2 separate regions of the Rattus norvegicus genome follow, and region 2 is linked to region 1. The links are chromatin contacts, called in public HiChIP or PLAC-seq maps. All regions are on one chromosome and are shown on one strand. Each heading gives the region's core, a stretch centred on a gene start, on an enhancer-like site or on the middle of the called end of the contact. The rest is flanking DNA. Distances are from core to core; before and after follow the strand shown. Region 1 overlaps Sorcs1 (sortilin-related VPS10 domain containing receptor 1). Region 2 overlaps Sorcs1 (sortilin-related VPS10 domain containing receptor 1).

Region 1 (3,029 bases), core at 382-2,881:
GCCAATCAGTTATCTCTGTCCATGCACAATATTTACCTGTGCCCAGAGGCAAGAGGTCTGATGGACCTGGCAAACAGCAAGTATCTGCTCTGAAGTAGCCTCTGTTGTTTGAATGATGTTGCTTCATGGATCCACAGCTGAAAAGTTGACTTTTCCTCATTGCATGGACATACTGGGTAGGCTGTAATTGTTCTTTCCTTGTTTAGCTTTGCTCATGGGCGCTGATTAGAACTCCCGTCCCAATGTTACCTTTACCTTTTATCTTTGACTTGTGCTTCTCAACGGGGGAGGAAAGAAGGAAAGGGTTTTGCTTCTCAAGGTCGTGATCATCATGAAGTGCAAGCTATGAAGTTCAACTGCCAGGACCTTCTGAGAGCTTTGTCATGGGATCGGGGCTAATGCAGAAGCAAGAAACTCCGAGAGGATGAGGATGGTCTTAAGAACTGCACTGCAAAGTTGATGGAAATAACCCCAGGAAGGGCACTGGTCAGGGCACATGGCTAATAACTGCAAGAGTTGGCCACCCAGAGAGTTCCCCAAGCTTCTTGGAAGGCACATATTAAGCACATATTACAGAAAGCTATAATTTCCTTTTAGGCACAGTCATTTCTCTGGTATGTATAGCAGTTGTCAGGTGTGCACAGTGAAAAGGTAGGTGCCGCAGTCCCACTTTCTTAGCTGTTTGTACCCTGCACTATAGCTAAGCCTTTGGCCTTTCTCAATACGCACAAAAATGCTCACTCAGGATATGCCCAGCACCCTTTGTCAGAACTGATGGAATCGAGGGGCCAAATTGCTACTAAGTTCTTAAACCATACCACATATAAGCAACATCCTAGTTGCTTGTGACAACACAGATTGAGAAGCTCTAATCCTCAGGAATTCTAATAGAATAACTCTGACACTCTGCACCCTACCATTTCCCCATGTTCTCCAGTTCTCCAGTGCATGCAGGAAGAGCTATATTTATTTTCCTGTACACAGGAGGCACACTGAACTGACAGGAAGGCATTTTTTAATTGTTTTTCTTTTTTCTTTTCTTTCTTTCTTTCTTTTTTTTTCTAAATTGTAAATACAAGTGGGTAAGGTTTTTAGCTTCTGAAGTTAAGACTTCAGAGCTAGCTGCCCTCTACTGGACAACATAGGATCTGATTTGAAATTCAACTATTGCAATTTGTACCTTTGACATAAATTCTTTGGCTTATTCTTTTTCTCCCAGAAAGACAACTGTATTGAATATTTGACTTCTGGATAGGATTGAGGTCAGGGAGTGCACGGATGAGCACAGCTGTAAGGAAATAGGATTCACAACCTGTAGGAATGAGGTAGGAAAATGGAGTGTTCAGGCAGCCATTGCCTCTTTGTTCTAATAGCTAGGAAGGAAAGACAGAAGGAAGGAAGGAAGGAAGGAAGGAAGGAAGGAAGGAAGGAAGGAAGAGGCTGGGGTGAATAATACTTAGTTAGTATGCGGCAAAGAATGCTTACAAGCTACAAGTGTGCAGAGTCCTGGGGAGAGTAGGACTACAGTGTTTTCAAAGACATTTATTTGTTCAGCCCCTGGAGGAGGGCCTCTTGGAATGTTGTACTCTGAAAGTTCTGCTCCATTATCTCGGGGCTCTCACGTCATTCCTTTGCACAGCAAGTGGCTGTGTCTTGGTATGAAACACAGGCATCCCACACAGGCTTATTAGAGGCAGCTATTCAGAGAGCCCTTGAGAAAGAAACTTTAACAATACAAAACACATGTGGCGATTTAGAAAAAAAAAGAAGAAGAAGAAAACAGATTCGGGAACAACATTCTAAACTAAGGCACTGGGGAATTAGTAAAAAGGGTTATCATCGCTTTAAGTTCAAGCTGTTAAGAATAGTGTTTTATATGATTGTAGTTATTTCTGTTTATTCTCATTAAATTTGGCTTGGTTTTACCATGCTGGGACCAAGCCCAGGACTTCAGTCCAGCTCCAGAAAAAAGCAACTGTTCATTAACTTTTTTTTTCTAATGAGCATGAATCACCCCGGCTCTGTGTTGCTGGTCCCCTCTTCCCTCAGTATCTCCAATCTCTGCTTTCAGTTCATGTTACTAGTCTAAGACCCTCTCCACCCTCCTTGCTTATTTGACAAAGATGGGAGAGGTTCAAGTTCACTTTTAAGTTTATTTTATTATTAAAGATAACTTCTAGTTATATAACCTTGGCAGATCTGAAAGCTGCTGTGTTAGCCAGGCCGGTCTCTAACAGAGATCAACCTACAATTAGCCTCACCAATGCTTGGATGAAAAACGTGTCATTATATCTGGCTTAAAATTTTATTTTGATGGTGAGTAAAAAAAATTTTCTAAAGTCAATGAATTATGACTGAATTTGATTCTCCCATCTCCTTCAAATCAAGGAAACATGGTATTCATCATAGACATCTTTTAGTCCACCATCCTATTGCTTCTCCTACCCCAATCACAAACAAGAGATGTGCCCTAAATTAAAGTAATGAAAGCAGACACCACCAACAGTCGTCCCTCATTGTGAGAACACATATGTGAATAAAGTTGCTTTCCCCTTTTCAGAGAACCATGTGTCCATGTGAGCCCAGCAGACTCTAAGGGTGTTTCTGCTGCAGGAGAGCTTATGAGTTGTCAGACATAGTGGAGATGAAAGCACAATGCCAAGCCAATGCCCGGATCAACCTTTTTCTTTGTACTCAGTGGTTCAACCTCCCTCTGCCCTCGTGTTGCCAGAGCGGGGCTGTCACTCATTTCCAGTTTGCAATTTGGCTGTCCTGTCTTTCAAGTTTCTTCACTGACAAGTGGGATTAAACATGGCTAGCAGAGAGAGCCTGGCATGATTAGGAAACATTCCCAGGAGACCAGCGCAGCCTGGATCATGCTGTCTTCTCGAAAGGGCAATCTGGTTACTACAGAGCATCTCAGCCAAGAAAAAAGCCAGTTCCTTCATGGCTAGCATTTCCTGCCCCTGCACACAAGGTCAAATTTCACTTCCACTGCCTGCGGGCCTGGAGGAGCTTTTGTGTCTAGG
Region 2 (3,029 bases), core at 186-2,685, 70 kb before region 1:
TCTTTAATTGTTGTTGTTATTGTTGTAGTTGTTGTTTTGTGTACGTGAGAGCACCCCACATTCTTGTGTATTTCTAGACATATGCATACAACCTGCTCAGTCCAAATAATGTTACTTGTTCATATATATATTATATATATATATATTATAGACAGATATACCAGATATACCAGAGACCGTTACAGATTTGATAATGATAAACCATTAACAGATCAGTATGCAGTTGTGGGACCTAGGACCAGACGACCCATCTACAACAGAGCTCCTGCACCCGTCCAGGGATTGGTGAGGAAGAGGATCCAGAGAGATAGGATGTGCCAGGGGAGCAAAAAGTTTGCTGTGAGGATGGGTTTTCCATAAACGTCCGCCCATGTATTTTACAGCTGAAGCTGAGGACAGCTCAAAGAGTTTATCCCAGGTTACCCTGGGTAATGGCGGAGCTTGACTGCCATGCACCCCAGTTTATTTTATTATCTTATTTGACTTTATCCCCCAGCATTCCATTGGTGAAGGCAGTGGTGTGCAGTCTGATGGCACTACTGACATCCCAAGTGCATTGGTCGAATGACCTCAGGCCCCTTCATTTAAAGGAGAAAGTTTTTCCCGAGGTTTCACTCGCACATCCTTATAAATCACCAGCGAAACCCAGAGTAACTTGGATAACGATACTAGGAGTTTAGCAGTGCATCATGACATCCAGCTGTTATAGTTTATCACTAAACAGTAGCATAAGACACAAGCTAATAAATTCGTTTTTAAGTCTAGCGTCCCTCTCCTTGGTAAATGGTGTACGTTCTAGCCCTTTATGGTTCCTCTGAGGAAGCAAATTCAATGTCAGAGTGTTTTAATAGCTTTTGATTTACTTTTTAAGAGCTTATTACAGTGAGGAATGACAGGGCTTTAAAGCCAATCACAGGCTTGGGAAAGGCGGGAGCTTCATGGCCTTCCTACTGTGCACTTGGGGTTGATTAGGTCTGGTGCAGAGACGCATACAGAGCGGAAAGAAACTCGGCATTTCCCTTGCTCTGTGAGTGGCAGCTGGCTCTTCTTTTCCTCCCTTTGTCACTTAAAAGAATATGGTACCCCAGGGCATTTTACATGCTCCTGTTCTCCAAGCCTGTTCTAGTAGCTACCAGCAGAGTAGGAATTAGAGGAACTGTTCTGGGATCTTCCCCCACCCCTACCTTCAAAATGTACCAGAAAAAAAAGACGCCCCCCCCATCCACCACCGCCTCCCAGTGTTAATTCAGGATGTCCAATAAGAACCCAGAGTTCTTTGTGCATGGCTCTAAGTTGTGCTAAAGAGCAAAGCAGGTGGTGGCAGTGATAACTGGCTCGAGTTCGCATTTGTTCACATAATAACTGCCACACCACGCACAGCACCCAGCAGGGTGAGCTCTGAATCCTCTCTCCTCAGCAGACAGAATTAAGTTGCATTTCATCCGGTGCTGCGCATTCGGGAATCCTCAATAGCCAGGCTCCCTCCGAGGGAGGCAGAGCAGCCTTTTGAGATGTAAATGCTATCGCCCGCACGGGGAAATCCATGAAGTCAGTTCCTGGGTCTTTACTTACAAGAGTTTTTCAATGAAGAATAAGCAGATTTCAGTTCCAGCAGCATTTTTCTTGCCTTGAAATCCAGCCATAGTGTTCATCAATTTGTTTAATAATGCCCCGGGAGCCTTCGGTCCCTGCGATGAATAATGGATATTTCGAGTGCCCACTGCCTCAAACGCTTTCTTAGTGTGTGCTCCCTTCTGGGTCCAAAAGACAAGCTGACAGGAAAGAGGCTCGCTCCCCTTTCCTTACTGACATGGAGGAATTTGTTCAGGAAATGATGCTTGGCCAAAGAAAAGACTCCGTAGTAATATAGTTCCTGAGTCTTGATCGCCATTATTATCCTTACCGCCCAGTGACAGCACCATTTCGCCATGTTCTTGTTTTTAGAACCCTATAGGGAAGCTTTTCAAAAACTTAGAGACGCGGGGAGGGAACTCAAAGTCCTGGGATGTGACCTTGGAAAGGATTGTTTATATCTCCTGTTGCTGTGCAACCAGGTGGAGAACACCCAGCAGATTATATTGCCAGGAGGAAATGATTTCCCATGTCTCTAATTAATACAACCTCTTAGAAAGCTGTGCCTCCACACTTTTGTGTTGTTACATGCTCTGGGAAGCCTGTTGAAATGCAAATTCTCTGGTCAATAGGAGCTCTGATTCCTGAGGTTGGGGCAATCAGGAAGCTACATTTTAACCACATCTTCCTGTGCAAGAAATAAAAGGATCATCTCCTAAGAAAGAGCTGTGTGGGTAGCCAGTCAGGGCTTGCTGCTGTTGCTTTCTTTCTGGTTGAGTTGCTCTGATTTAAGGGAGTTGGTCAAATTAAGCACGGATTGGGTTTTATTCTCAAGTCTCTCTGTGTTCAGTAGGTTTAGTCTGTCAGGGAGGGTTCACCTAAAACAGATGGGGGAAAAAAATCCCAAGGCAGTAATTATATTTCCGAAAGGATTACGTAAGATCTCAAGCAGGTTCTGCATTCGGGGAACTTTTAATATAACTTGACATACTCCACCTCACCAACACCAGGAGATCTAATTACATTGGCTTGAGATGGCAACAGATTGGCATCTCTTAACATTTCACCATGTGAGTGTAACATGCTGGCAGAATTGTGAGCCACTGGTTTAAGCATTGTGCAAAGCCACGGGATTCTCAGACTGGCTGTGAAATGTCAAGAGGTGTGCTGTGCTGAAGATTCAGGGATGAGACAGGATGAATGTATCAGGTATTGTGTCTGCTGAGACCCTACTCTCCTAAACTGACCTCAGGATTGTAGCTTTCAGGCATTTGTGGTAGAGGGGAAATGAAGAAGAGATCAAAAGATGTGTTCATCCTGGCTGAGTTAGTGCTTCTATTGCTGGCTTAAAATTCCAAGAATGAAAGAAACATGGAAAGGAAAGAATTTATTTCATCTTACTAGTCCATATCATAGAAGGAGTCAAGGTAGGATGGTCTAGACATAAACTGAAGCAG

What was found. HiChIP or PLAC-seq counts read pairs in DNA pulled down with a chosen protein or histone mark.
Region 2: an H3K27ac HiChIP or PLAC-seq map of oligodendrocytes shows a contact between it and region 1, with 5 times the contacts expected there. The contact joins two enhancer-like sites. A contact is called at or near these places in 1 of 12 Hi-C or Micro-C datasets (frontal cortex) and 1 of 1 datasets of contacts at active chromatin or transcription factors (oligodendrocytes).

The regions. Positions count from the first base shown.
Region 1 is chr1:259,252,898-259,255,926 of GRCr8, reverse strand. All of the region lies in intron 3 of Sorcs1 (sortilin-related VPS10 domain containing receptor 1), which reads left to right. Among named protein-coding and RNA genes, the nearest start is that of Sorcs1, 280 kb to the left of the region's middle. Within about 2 kb of position 1,631, at least 27 of the 93 cell types and tissues checked have an H3K27ac peak or open chromatin away from gene starts, as enhancers often do.
Region 2 is chr1:259,322,742-259,325,770 of GRCr8, reverse strand. The region is part of intron 2 of Sorcs1 (sortilin-related VPS10 domain containing receptor 1); the gene reads left to right. Among named protein-coding and RNA genes, the nearest start is that of Sorcs1, 210 kb to the left of the region's middle. Within about 2 kb of position 1,435, at least 20 of the 93 cell types and tissues checked have an H3K27ac peak or open chromatin away from gene starts, as enhancers often do.